2 separate regions of the Sus scrofa genome follow, and region 2 is linked to region 1. The links are chromatin contacts, called in public HiChIP or PLAC-seq maps. All regions are on one chromosome and are shown on one strand. The core of a region is the stretch at or near the end of the contact, and the rest is flanking DNA. Distances in the headings are between cores, read along the strand shown.

The links. HiChIP or PLAC-seq counts read pairs in DNA pulled down with a chosen protein or histone mark.
Region 2: a contact with region 1 is called in an H3K27ac HiChIP or PLAC-seq map of alveolar macrophages. The contact joins two enhancer-like sites. A contact is called at or near these places in 1 of 5 promoter capture datasets (liver), 12 of 47 Hi-C or Micro-C datasets (alveolar macrophages, embryonic fibroblasts, fibroblasts and 7 more) and 2 of 2 datasets of contacts at active chromatin or transcription factors (alveolar macrophages and skeletal muscle).

Annotation. Positions count from the first base shown.
Region 1 is chr14:100,960,291-100,967,544 of Sscrofa11.1, reverse strand. No RefSeq gene overlaps it. Among named protein-coding and RNA genes, the nearest start is that of FAS, 37 kb to the right of the region's middle. Within about 2 kb of position 3,959, at least 6 of the 83 cell types and tissues checked have an H3K27ac peak or open chromatin away from gene starts, as enhancers often do. A contact at or near this core is called in alveolar macrophages, where this site is marked.
Region 2 is chr14:101,169,162-101,176,415 of Sscrofa11.1, reverse strand. It overlaps a transcript of LIPA not described here. Among named protein-coding and RNA genes, the nearest start is that of LIPA, 11 kb to the right of the region's middle. Within about 2 kb of position 4,520, at least 8 of the 83 cell types and tissues checked have an H3K27ac peak or open chromatin away from gene starts, as enhancers often do. A contact at or near this core is called in alveolar macrophages, where this site is marked.

The DNA.
Region 1 (7,254 bases), core at 2,710-5,209:
TGAGTATGGGTGTTTTGCAAGAGGTGATGAAAATGTTCTAAAGTTAGATTATGGTGATGGCTGCACAATTCCATGAATATACTACAAACCTTTGAACTATACACCTTTTCCCCCCTTTTCAGGGCCGCACCTGAGGCATATGGAAGTTCCTGGGCCAGGGATTGAATTGGAGCTGCAGCTGCGACATCTGCCACAGCGAAGGCAACACCAGATCCAAGTCACATCTGTGACCCATGCCGCAGCTTGTGCAACACTGGATCCTTAACCCAGTGAGCCAGAGTGAGGCCAGGGATCAAACACACATCCTCAGAGATACTAGTTGGGTTCTTAACCCACTGAGCCACAAGGGGAACTCTGAACTGTATACTGTAACTGGCAGAATTGTACAGGGTGTTAAGGAGATGGAGGGACTATTAACTCGTCTTCCGTAAACACGTGGTTCAGAGGTTTTTGTTGAAGTGAGCAATGTCCATGAAGTGCTAGACGAGCACCTGGCGCCTGAGAAATGCATGGCAATACGCTTGCACCCATTTTCAAGGAGGTGATTTGTCTCTCATTTACTACATGGATGATAGAGAAACTGATGAACAGAAAGGGCTGATTCCTAGATAAATTTACATGCAAGCTCAATTTAATAGATAATTTTAGAAGATTCAAGTCTCCTGGAAGCCCATTTCCAGGACCTCTCAGTCAGTACCTCTCAGGGGCTCTTCACCGGAATTCATTAACGGAGAACTATGTTAGGAATTTAGATGTCAGCACTGCTTCCTCTTCATTGGAGTCTGTGCATGAGAACCATCCTACATGATTTAAATTTACCCCCTTAGGTGATTCATGTGCAATCATTGCCACAGAGGTTAAATGATTGTGGTCAAAATGTCCTGCCTGACATCCTGGGTTATTCACAGGAATGAGAGACTCCAGCTCATGTGCACTCAATATGTGTTTTTATGTCCTTGGCTTGTCTTTCCCACAAGACAGTAAGCTCCCAAGTATGGGAAACTGCCCAATAGCTTCCTTCATATACCAAACAGCAAAGGTGCTCTGACTTGAGCGAGGGCATCATAAAGGACGTTAGCTGCCTGGTGTTTCAGGAAAATTCGTCTCATGTGATGGCTTCAATTAGGGTCCAGCAGACACTGTCAGTATTTGAAATTGTAATGACTATTTTGCAATCCAGTTCTTGGAAAAATAAAACATCTGAGATTTCTTAAGTTCCTCCATGAATATCAAAAGGCTCCTTATTTAGTAAAAGTTACAAAGACAAAAAAATGGGTAAAACGTAGTCCAGTTGTAGACTTGATTGTGCTTAAATCTAACTTTCAACAAATGTGTTAAGTACTTTATCTGAATAGGAAATGCCTTAAAAATACTTGTTTCATATATATATATATATATATATATATATATACACATACACATATGTACATAAAATATATATGTATATACACATACATATATAATATGTATATGAAAAAGAATAATCCTAAATAACTCCAGTGCTCACTACCTGGAGATAATAATTTAAAATTTTTCATGAATATCTGTTCATATCTCTACCTCTGTCTATTGACAGATATGGAAAGAAGCACAATTTGATATCATTCCATTGAGAAGCCGTTCCCTGATCTTCTACCCCCATCTCAGTCTAGATTAGGTTTCCCTGTTATAACCAATTCATAACACCTGTACTTTTTCTTGCTAGCCCTTATTAGAAAAGAATTCATTTTGTTAACTATGACAGGTGTTTCCCACTACATATGTCCACCACGAGATAAACTCAATGAAGGAGATAAATTGAATGAAGTAAGAACAGTGCCTATCCTCACTCATTGCTCTATCCCTAGCATTCAACTGAGTGTATTACAGTTGGAAAAATATTCAGTACATATTCCTTAATAAACTATAATATTACGCAATGTAACAGGAAAGGTCTGTGTGTATTTGTTCTCCTAAATCCCCTTAGCTGCCATCTCAATCATTTTGTCAAGTGCAATCAAGAAAGAATCACGTGGAAGCAAAGAATGCCACTAGAGCTCTCATTACAAACCATGGCACTCTGTAAACCTGAAACAAAATAGAGAAGTCACACACACACACACACACACACACACACACACACACACACACAGTTTGTGAAAAGTGAGGAGAGGCATAGGAGGCACATGGCTGAACTGAGCCTGATCTGGTTATCTTTCCTGAGTGTCAACTGAGAGACTTCTCTAGGTGGGGGTAGGCTCCCCCTCACCTAACTCCAAAACTTATGTCAAACCCAGGCCGGTTGTCAGTGAAAATTCATTGGGCTTCTGGTGAGGGGATGACTAAGAGTTCCTTGCAAGCGACACTGTTTACTGTTTCAGCACTCTCTTGAGAGGGCAAAAAAATCAGTCTAAGTTGTCAGCGAAAGATACATGAATTTGTGCAAAGCTTCATCTTCTTGGAGCCTTGGTTTCTTCATCCTTAAAATGGGTGTAATAATACCTACCTCAAAGTCTGGGAGAAAAATGCATTGATGAAAATAAAATCTAAAAGGGTTTTTGCATGGGCCAGTGTTATTACTCCTAAATGGAAGAGTAAAGTTACCTTAAACTTCTCCACATCTGAGACCCTCTGACCTCACTGTCTGCAGGAAATCATCTCAGTAACCGTCCCTATCGAAACACTTGCTCTTCTTGACAGTAAAGGCAGAAACTGAGGTAAGGCTATGAGATGATCTATCAGAACTATTACCGTTGTCATTGGTATTCTGGCTCTTTATTCAAAGCAAACTTGCCCTAGGAAATAGGAGTCTGACAAGCACTGCATATATCGCCTTCTGAAGCTGAAAAAAATCAGAAAAATCTTTGGGGAGTTCCCGCTGTGGCTCAGCAGTAATGAATCTGACTAGTACCCATGAGGATGCGGGTTCAACGCCTGGCCCCGCTCAGTGGGTTAAGGATCTGGCATTTCCATGAGCTGCAGTGTAGACTGCAGACACGGCTTGGATCTGGCATTGCTGTGGCTGTGGTGTAGGACTCCAGCTGCAGCTCCAATTCGACCCCTAGCCTGGGAACTTCCACATGCCACGGGTGCAGCCCTAAAAAGCAAAAGAAAAAAAGAAAAAGAAAAAGAGAAGTCTTTGATTGCTGCTCTCAGATAAGAATTAGCTGGCATTACATTTCCTTTTCTGGCTGTGCGGAATTAAAATCTGCAGCTTCACTTGCATGTTTTAGTACTAAGATATACAGCTTCATGAAAGAAGCCAGATGTACGGGACCACATATTACGTGATTCGGTTTATAGGGAATGTCCAGAAGAGTTAAACCCTTAGAGACACAAAGCAGATTGGTGGTTTCCAGGGGCTGGAGGGAGAAGACAGGGAGAAGTGACCTCTTAATGGATGAGGGTTTTCTGCGGGAGCAATGAAAATGTTTTGGAATTAGATAGAGGTGGTGGTTGCACAATGTTGTGAATGTACTAAATGCCACCGAACTGAACACTTTCAAGTGGGTAATGTTATGTGAACTTCATCTTGATTGAAAACAAAAAGGGAGGGGTGAAGAAGGGGACTTTCCAAATTCTATGTTCTTGAGAAAGTCCTTTCTCAGTGAAAAGATGAGTAAGGTGTGAGGCATAGGTCAATTCCTAGAAAAGTGGGAGTGAAAAAAATGTCTAAGGGCAGAGTGTGCTCTGCACAAGAAGGCCTTGGCAGGAGTGGGTGTGGAAACTGCTGCATAGAGACCACCCTTGTTTCCTGCTTCCGGGTTCTACCAATTCAACAAATGAGCTTTGCAGACCCTCCCACGTGCAATCAAATCCATTGATTATTTATTGTGCATCTCCTACTGTTAGAATCTCACTTCTACCAAGAGTAGAGCCTTTGGCTATTTTATTAACTTCTTAGTGAAGGGCCTAAAATGGCACCTGACTCATAAAGAGGAAGTGTTCAATAAGAGTTTGCTGGAAGAGTAAAAAGTCTGTAGTTCCATTTAAGTACCTTCCTTTCTCTAGCAGTGCGAAGTCTGAACACAGTTCAAGCGAAGCAAATTGCTACAGCCGTTTCTGAAAAGTTTGCTAACAGCCCTGTCTCCTGTTGCCTAAGATGAGAGTAGAAATGCCCACATCCAGGTGCAGGGATTGTCACATCCAGGCTATTCCAGGCTGGCCAGGTACCCCAGAGGCCAGAAGGCGTATCTCTCCTTCTCTGCTCACTTTGTCAATCAGACCCTCTCTGCCAGGGCAACAGCTCAGTGGAAGAGCATCCTCTGAGGAGCAGAGGGCCAAGTCTTTTGCTTAGAAACTGAAAATCCTGCCAGTACTAGTCAAAAAATCCTGGTAGTCTGGTGACAGCCATGGTGTGAGAAATCTCCAGGAGATCTGTGGAATTTCATTGCTAAGCTTCTTGCATAACTGTCTCATCTGCTTAATGAAGCCCATGAGTCAGCCATTACCAGAGGGCACTGGGTCATTTATTTGGAAGCAAAGAGAAGCCCATGGGAGTTCAAAGGCAAAGTTCAAGGCGACTCTGTTGAGCTAAGTCCTATCACCTAATAATCTGCATAAATTATCTGTGACTTTTAGGGATGCTCTGCAGACTGTCCTCAGTCCGATGATCACCCAAGACATACTTCCCAGAACTTGCTGGGAATATAAAAGGATGGAAAAAACCCACAAAATTCTGCCTTTTATTAGTTAATCTTGGAATAGAAGAGACTTTGTAAAGCTTTTTATTCAAAAGAGAAAATACGTACCATTTTAAGGGAAGTTAAGGATAACTTCTGTGCCTTAGTCTCTTTCCTGCCATAGCATGTATTTGCATAATGCAGTGTCCTAAATTGTGGCCCAAGTGCCTTCAGCATCACAGTTATCAAGGGTGCTTGGTGATACACACATTCCCAGACTTACTTACCGAACATCTCCAGGAGCAGGACTTGGGAAATACGCATTTTAAATGTTTCCTCAAGTGATTCTTACACACATTAATAGTTAAGAACCAGTGTCATAGTACATTCTAATTTATTACACTTGCAGGTGTATATTCTTCTTATTCCTGTCAATTAGATAAAGGACAGGCGAGATGTGTCTTTCATTTTACAGGTGAGGAAACGGAAATCCAGAGATGTTAAATTCAAGGTCATAAATTAATTTGTGTCAGAGCTACTATTTGAACTTGAATTTACCTGGTTCTAGATAGAACCCTTAACCTACTACTCCATGCTGTGCTGTGCCTCTACTGGAAAAAAAAATGAATTAAAACATGAACTGACTGGAATATGTTTCTGTAGGGATAACAGTCTTTTATGCAAGCAGGGCAGTCAGAGGAGAAACACTGCCACCTTGTGGCCAGCTGGAAGCAAAGCATAGCCTCTTTAAGGAACAAGGGATCATATCCTCTTGGACCTTGATGAACGGTGCTGGATGTATTTGCACCTTGATGTACTGACTTGATGGATTGTACATTGAGCTGTCCTCATTCTCCACTGATGCATTTGAAGGACTAGTTGACTAATCCTTTGACCTCTGGCCTTTGGTTTTGTATCTGAGATATTTTTCCTCCTAGCTGAAGTTAATTTACTCATCTAGAGCAGACACCAGATCATTAATGCCAGTAGATCCAAGGGACCCTAATGAAATACTTTTTGGGGCCAGAATACCGTGGATCTCTAGATCCTTGGTGTTTTTTTTTTTTTTTTTTTGCTTGTTTTGGCTTTTTAGGGCCACACTTGAGGCATATGAAAGTTCCCAGGCTAGGAATTGAATCAGAGCTACAGCCACACCAATGAGGGATCCAAGCAATGTCTGCAACCTACACCACAGCTCATGGCAACACCGGATCTCTGACCCATTGAGCAGCGAGGCCAGGGATTGAACACACATTCCGATGGATACCAGTCAGATTTGTTTCTGATGTGCCACAACGGGAACTCCCTGCTCTATTTTTTAAATTTAAAACTATTTTTGCCATAGTTATAAAATCTTTCTGATGAAACCAATGTGAGAAGGGAATACAGAGGATGGAGGGAAGGAAGAAAGATGGCGAAGAGGGGTCAATGAGAGGGGTGGGCACCTGGAAGGTAATCCCTCCCTTCAAACATTCTTATGGAAGAAAAGAAGTTAGGGTTTGGCCTTAACTTTATTGATAGTGTTTCCAGACAGATACTTGACTTGGTGGTTAGAAATTAAATGTAAGACTTCTAAGCAAAATCTGTGCAAGTCTCTTTATATTCACTTAGTTTCAGAGTAAACTGATCACTTCCTCTTTAAAAATGCAAAGTCAGTAGTCTCAGAGCATAGTAATTATTCCCACCAGAGTGATACCAAGTGACCAACAACTTAACAGTTGGTTTACAATATTCCCAAGTATTTAGCAATTGACTCTTGTGAACTGGTATAAGTAGGCTTTGCTGTACCATGGAGCTGTGACTTTGGACTGCCTGTCCTATAAGGTACCACGTTTTCCTCTTGTTGTTTTGAGTGGGTACCCAAAACATCCTAGCACTCCTACCCAGAACCCAGAAGCCTTTTTTTTTTTCTTTTTCTTGTCTTTTTGCCATTTTCTTGGGCCGCTCCCATGGCATACGGAGGTTCCCAGGCTAGGGGTCGAATTGGAGCTGTAGCTGCCAGCCTACGCCAGAGCCACAGCAACGCCGGATCCTTAACCCACTGAGCAAGGCCAGGGATCGAACCTGCAACCTCATGGTTCCTAGTCGGATTCGTTAACCACTGAGCCACGATGGGATCTCCACAAGGATCCTTCTTGACAAGGGTTCTTCTCCCCACTACATGTTTAGAAACTCAGGGGAACATGATCTTACCCCAGGCTCAAAGAATGAGGCTCATGGATTAGCCAACCTGCATATCCTATGCCCCTACATGACTGTAGTCTTTTCTGGATGTTGTAGGCAGTCAGGTCCTAGCAGCTTGTCAGTACCCGTCTGACAAGCAGGTCTATGTGAGGAGGGTAAATCCAAGAGAATCATTAGAAATCATGGCTGGAGGCAATGGATTTGGTTAATCCTTAAATTTACCCTTCTGAAGGTCCAGACGAAAATAAGCCCATCAATTTACATTTTGCTTAAGCATCTGAGTTTCTGGGTTTTTTTCCTGCTACTATCCGTCAAGGCACCATGGCATATACTGCATATGCATTTTATTTAATCCTCCTAAAACCTGAAAATATTGAACCAGTTTCCCCATTTTATGGATGGGGAAACTATGGCTCAAAGAGATGAAAACATCTGTCTCTGCTATTATGGAGAAAATAAATATTTATCC
Region 2 (7,254 bases), core at 3,271-5,770, 210 kb before region 1:
GTACAAGCCGAAGGTGGGCCTCTGGTCAGGATGAAAGCCTGCCTGCACGGTACAAGCTGAAGGCAGGCCTCAGGTTACACAGCTCTCACTTTGATGTTGATGGGGAAGAATTGGGGCTTTCCTGGGAAAACAATTTCCATGTTTGTGTTGGAGAACATGGGTTGTTTCTCGGGTGACCGAGACTTTCCTGTTGTTTTATTTGTTACTCAGTTTTCCTCAGTCTTTCCTGATTATTTACTTATTATTCTTATTTACCATTCTTATTTTCCTGTGGTGATTTGTGATTTAACAAAGTCGCAACAATAATATAATAAGAATTTCATCCTGAAGGACTTTCCCCTATTTAAATCCAACTTAGTTAAAACATAGTGTTTATCTATTAACTAGTTATATAGTAAACTTTCGAGTTAGGAGTTAGGATTTTAATGAGGTCCATAGAAGTTAGCCATATCTTATCCAAAAAACCTAGCTGTGAGTTTTGTCTTTGATTTTAAAAGCTTTTTAGTGATAGCTAGTTTAAGTTGGTTTATATTTACTTACACTGTCTCCCTGCCATAATGCTTTGAAGACAAGCACCAGTCTACAAACAAAGTTTGTGAATGCCAAATTCTTGTGTTTTATGGCCTCTTCAAAGTACTCACTAAGTTTAGTTAAGATGGAGATCTTAAAACAGGATGCATAGCTGTTATACCATGTAATAGTTAACCAATGTACTTTTAACACTGTGATGTAATCTGTAGTGAAAAACTGTCTATATAATCAACCACTGTTGCCAATAAAGTTGGAGCAGTCCAGCGCCCTGAAAGAAGGGACAAAGGGGCTGTTTCTGTGTTGTACATTCGCCGACGCCGCGTCCCTCTCCGATTGGGATGTATACTCCCTGGCCGCCGGAGCTGGCCTCCGGCAACAGTGTACTCCAGAGAAACTAGGCAAAACTACGATTAAGAAATCAAAATCTGATGACTGCTAGCTTCTCCTCAGCTTTATAGATATTAATAGATATTAATAGTATTTATTGTGTCTTAGGCAACAGAACATTTTGTATAGTATCATAATGCTAATTAAGTTGTGACATCATCTTGAGACCATTCAGATTGTGAAGAAAGAATGTTAAATATTTGAAGTGTAGACTTTATGAAGTTTCCAGAAGCCAAAAAACTTTGCACCTTTCCAAATGAGAAAAGGCCACTGAAGCAGTTTTCAATTTCTAATAAGGAAATGTTACTTGCTATAACCTGCATAAAGTGCTCTCTAGGGTCTTTAATATTTTTAAAGGAGTAAGTGGGTTTTGAGATTAAAATAATCACAATGGATTATCTGTAGCCTTGTTGATAGGTTCATTTCTTCCCATGACTTCATATGAAACTCCTGCTTTGGAGTTCCTAGCACCTAGGTCCCTGGCTGGCCTAAATTGTAAGCTTCTTTCCAGTTCTTCCCAAATGCAAGCCAACCTTGTGACACCTTGACTCCAAGCCCAGCAGCGAGTCCAACATGCTTCAGGGACTCAGCCATCTCTGCCAAGGAAAGCCTCAGATTTACAGTCTCTTCCAGTGAGAACGCACGGCTGTTTACTCAAACCTTGCAAGAGGAGTCACCTCCAACACTTGAGTTTTGCATGGACCCCAGGCAGGCAGGGTGGTGGGAAGCTTCCAGTGGAAAGGAAAGGCTTGGGGTGCAAGGACTGGAGGCTCTTGGTACCAGGAAGCTGGAGGAGGGCTAACTAGAGATGGACACCTTATGTGATTGGTTTGAGAAGCATATTTGGCTTTCTCTGGTTGGACTTGAGTTGAAAGGGAAGTGTAGATGTGTGAAGAAAAAGAAAAGCTGGCAGTCATTGACCCAAATTCTGATGTCTGTTGCTTTACTGGAATAAGGAGCCCAAAGTAGTGACTCATCAATTTCAGCTGCCAGGTTAAAGGAGCCACAATCAATGTAGATCCATTAATTCTGGACATCTCTCCTTCTTATAAAGATTAACATATAGGTTAGCTATTCAAAGCTGTTCCACCGGGGGAACTTCGCATAATCACTGTCCTTCATAACCATCCCTAAATGGAGCTAGAGTACAGTTGTCTAATTTTGGAAGGTATCAAGCATATCATGCAGAACCATGTATAAACCTGTCCAAATTGTCTCTTCTCAGTCAGCTAGTCACATGGAACCCCCCCCCCCTCCATGAGGACATAGGTAAGGACTGAGAGAGAAAAGGCAAAGTAGAAAAAATCTGGGTCATGGAAATCTTGCTTGTGGGACTTCCTTGAGTCTTTAGGTCCTACATGGCCTCAATTTCATCTACAGCACTTCTCTTGATGGACAGTTCCTGTGCACACCCAACTTTATAGTTTGATTGATCTTGCTACACCCAATTTGTGATGGGTAGTCAAGTCATATATAGCTTGGTGGCTCATTGTCAAGTATTCATTCAATCTCCACTAAGAGTTCTGAACAAACTATTGTTCCTCAAAGGAGAATGGTCATTTGGAGAAGATGACATAGCTGTTCTCCAAGATACTACGACCAAGTCAGCATCGTACCATCAGCATCAGAGTGGACCAGTTCAACTGTCAGAAGATGACTTTCATGTGCTTGAATGTTTAATATTTGAATTTTATGTTTAACTACATTGTGTTAAAGTTTTGCACTATGTCATGCATCGGTCTGAGTACTCCTTATAGAAGAGCACTTTCCTTTTTTCTTCAGGCCAGATGAAAGCGGGTGACTCCTTTCTTGTCTTATTCTTAGCTCTACCAAATAATACTTGCTACCTGTCTTTCAGTGAAATACTAAGTTGTGCCAGGCATCACCTAAAATGAATTAAGGAAGACATGCATCCTTCTTTTTTGGATAGAGAAGTGAGCTGTCTAGAGAATTTTATGCTTATTTGCAAGGGAGTATTGAAGTACTGAATGTGAAGTTCTTAGGAAGACATTAATAAGAAATGTTTAACCAATTTGTGTTTCCTCCTTCTGCTTTCCTTTCAGAAGAATGTTATCTTTCATCTTGTTGGGAATAAGGAGTACTAGAAACTAGAGGGGAAGGGTCTTTCTAGGTGACCACATTTTCCTAGAGCGACCTAGGGTCTAGGAATAGTCTCAGAAGTTGGATGGGGGTGAAGGGAATATCCATGCTTGTACTTTTCCTGTGTTGAGTTCTTTGATCTAACAGGAAATATGTTCATTTATCCAAATGGATAATAACATTTGGAAAGAAAATATTTTCCAAAGCTACAGTTGAATTGTCATCTTGTCAATATGTCCCTTTAAGATTTCCCCAAAGAGGCAAATATTTGGGCTTCAGAAACCTCAGTGTCATTTGTACACATTTTCATGCAATCTTAAAGGATTATATGGTTGTCTCTAGAGAAGTTAACACTTACGTTACCAAAGATTTCTTTGTCTAATATGTTGGCACCTTTAAACAATATTGAAAGAAGGATAAAATATTGATTAGAATAAGAAAAATCCTCAAAGAGAAGCTATGTTAGATCTACAAGTTTTTTATTTCAATAATTTTATCTTAATGGAATTACCATAGGTATATAACTGATATTGGTTTAAAAAATGGATATAACCTAAACATCCAACAAAAGGGATTTACTAGTAAAGTATTGTACCTCCAAATGACAAAATCATAAATGTACCCACTAAAAACTATTTTTTAAATATTGAATGACATAGAAAGATTTCCAATGTTAAGTGAGAATAAAGTAGACAACCAAATAATGTATATAATATCAGCCCATTTTTTTGTAAAATTATGTATACAGAGGAGAATAGGGCTGGATGTATACACCCCAAAGCAGAAATTATGTTTAATCTATGTAATAAATAAAGTCATTAATAATAAGAAAATAAATTGAATTTATAGAAAGGAATTTACTATATGGAAAAAATGTTAAAAAAAAAAAAAACCAACACATTTATTGAGTACTATGTGCCAGGCCTATTATAAGTGCTTTACACATATTATCTTGTCTAAACTTTCAAATGGGCTTAGATACTACTAATTTTATTTTACAGATGAGAAAACTGAGGCATAAATAAGGTAAAAATGTTGGGAGTTCCCATCGTGGAACAGCAGAAACAAATCTGACTAGGAACCATGAGGTTGCAGGTTCGATCCCCGGTCTGGCTCAATGGGTTAAGGATCCGGCATTGCCATGAGCTGTGGTGTAGGCTGCAGATGCGGCTTGGATCCTGCGTTGCTGTGGCTGTGGCTATGGCTGTGGCTGGCAGCTTTAGCTCTGACTGGACCCCTAATCTGGGAACCTCCGTATGCCACAGGTGTGGCCCTAAAAAGCAAAATAATAATAATAAATAATAAATGAAAAAAAAAGTTAAAAATCTTGCCCAAGTTCTCATTTTCACAGCTAGCAAACTGTAGATACTGGCTTGAACTTGGGTGGTGTGACCCTAGAGTCTGCCCTCCTAACCACAATTTTGGACTTCCTCCTACATCCCTCTGCCAACACTGAGTGTAGGAAGATCATGTGAACATTATCTTGAACTTCCCCTTCTGGATCCATTGTTTATCTTGTTACATCCTTCCCTAAGAAGGGTGAGGATTATGAAATAGACTACATGAGCAGATTCCTCTGCCCTCCAGCTACTGGTTAGGTTTTATACATGGGGAAGGAGCATGGAGGGAGGGAGACAGTGACGGTAGAGGGTTTATTTCTCTGGTTCTCTCCCTGATGAGAGGCTGTAGACTGTGTCACTCTACTGAAGGGGATACTGCTCCTTTCAAGAGGACTTCTATGAGACTCCTTCCTTCCATTTTCCGGTAACCATCTCATCTCTTTGGGCCTAGGGGTGGTTAACAGCTGTGCTATCATGTGATTCCCCTACCCAACAAGTGTCAAATAGTTCCTTTGTAAATCAGCTCTCTCAATCATCTCACTCCAATTCTTGTGTCCTTATTAGAGTCCTGACTGATACGAGTTGCAATTCCTCTTTTCAAAAAGCTGACATTGAGCATTTTGAGTACTCACCACATGAACAGGAAAGTTGAAGATAATATAAAAATACATCTGTAGGATTAAGGTTGGTGGTTATAAACTAATATATTTTAAGTTTCATGTTCATAGCCACCTGCACCTTATTCGCCATTCCTTATTTCTCCTTTTTTAGACAGAATTAGATTAGCTGTAGAGATGTCTGTGAAGCATTTCACATGGTGATCAGGATATAATCTTGCTCTTGTGATTATGTCAAAGTAATTCTCACTGCAGTTCTCAGAGCAGTTTACAGAGCTTGTGACACACATGGACATTGAGTCATAGAGCATTTTACAGATAGTTCTTTACCTGGAACAGATTTATGGGATAATTAGATAGAACCTCTTTAGAAACTGAGAAATAGAAAGTAGGAGTTCCTGTTGTGGCTTAGCACGTTTGATCCCTGGCCTCACTTAGTGGATTAAGGACCTGGCATTGCTGCTGGTGTAGGTTGCAGATGCAGCTCAGGTCTGGTGGTGGTGTTGTGGCTGTGGCATAGGCTGCAGCTGCAGCTCCAATTAGACTGACCCCTGGCCACAGAACTTCCTATGCCAAAGGTGCAGCCATAAAAAGGCAAAAAAAAAAAAAGAAAAAAAAAAAAGAAAAGAAAGAAAGAAAATAGAAACAGACAGACTGGAGTCAAAATGTCTGTATAGACTCTCCTTATCTTCTATTCAAGATAACAAAGCTATAACACAGTTTGTTCCCTGCTTTCTCAGTCCTCTAATGTTGAGGCCTTTCTCGTTAACTGTTGACTTATTTTACAAGTCAGAGGAGAACAGATATTTGAGTACTTGCAATTTAGGAGAAGCCAACAGAAAAGGTTTGTCTATGGTCAAGCACCACAGATGTGACCTGGTTAGTGTTCCACTCCCTTGAGGCATCTGCCTCCTTCTTTTGTGCCCCACATGATTGATGGTGATGACATACAAAAGTTTATATATATATATATACTATATATATAAAATATATATATATATATTTAAACTTTGCAGCAAGGAGAGATGTCTAGCAAAAGTATTCCACAGTAGCAAGGATACAAAAATTATCATGGCATAATGCAAGACCAGAGGCAATCTTTTGCTCTGTTCTAATATCTTGTTTATATTTTCTTAAGTTATAGCTCACAGAATGGATACCCTCACAGACGAAGGAAGCATTGTAACATGATAGAGGAAGTACCTGATTGGTTCCCATAGGCCTGCCCAGGATATACCTAACACAGTAACTCCGGCAGCCTCCCAGTGAAGGGGAGGAGGGGCATAAGAATCCATGGGGATTTGTACCATGTAGAAAGTGAAGCTCCTCAGCCTTACACATTCTTCACACTCGTTAAGAACATCTTGAAGGAACAAGCTGGTTTAATAGTTTAATCCACTGTATGCTATCGATCCGATGTTAATACTGAAATGGCCGTCAACCACTCGTTCATATCAGTTTCTGTTGCACATTGGCTGAGTCCTTTCACTCTGTCATAAATGGAGCCTTGCCAACTTCATCTTTATCCTTTCTAAATTCTGTCCTTTCTCTGTAAGATATTCTTATAGGACCTCTTTCTTGGCTGTCAAAAATGTTACCCTACCCTATTACAGAAGTTTTTTTTTTTTTTAATTCCATGTTTGCTTCCCATTTTTTTTTTCATGAGTTTCAAAGATGTGGATGTCATCATCTTGTTCGGAAATTCTGTGGGTCAGGCTTAGGATAGTGGGATTGTTGATGGGCTTGCCAGTGTAAGATGGGACACTCCACCCATAGAATAGAACATAAAAAATTGAGTATTTTAAGGTGAGTTAGTCCAAGTAGAGTAAGATAAAACAGAGATGCAGGAAGTTAGTAGATATCAAGGGCAATTGGGAGCAGAAGTGGCACCCCGAGAAGATAGACAAGTAGAAAATATCTAGACCAATGTACGGAGAGGAAAACATGAAAAATATAGGTGGGGGGAAGCATAAGAACTATGAACCCGCTAACAAGATCAATCACATGTTTACCTGGAGACCAAGAAGTAGAAGAGTTAAGATGAATCCATACTTTCCTTTATTGGAAATATACTATCCTTTTCTTGATCTATCTCAATTCTCAATTCCCTATTCAAAGTTCTTCCCTTCCTCCCTGAGATGGAGTCCAGCCACAAGAAGAAGAATGTGATCTGCTCTTCCTCCCTTTCCTTACTCTGCCCTACCCACCTACCCCAATTCCTGTTGCTGGCTTCTCCAAGCTAGAGTCAGATGAGAAGCAGGAAAGGGAGATTTATTTTT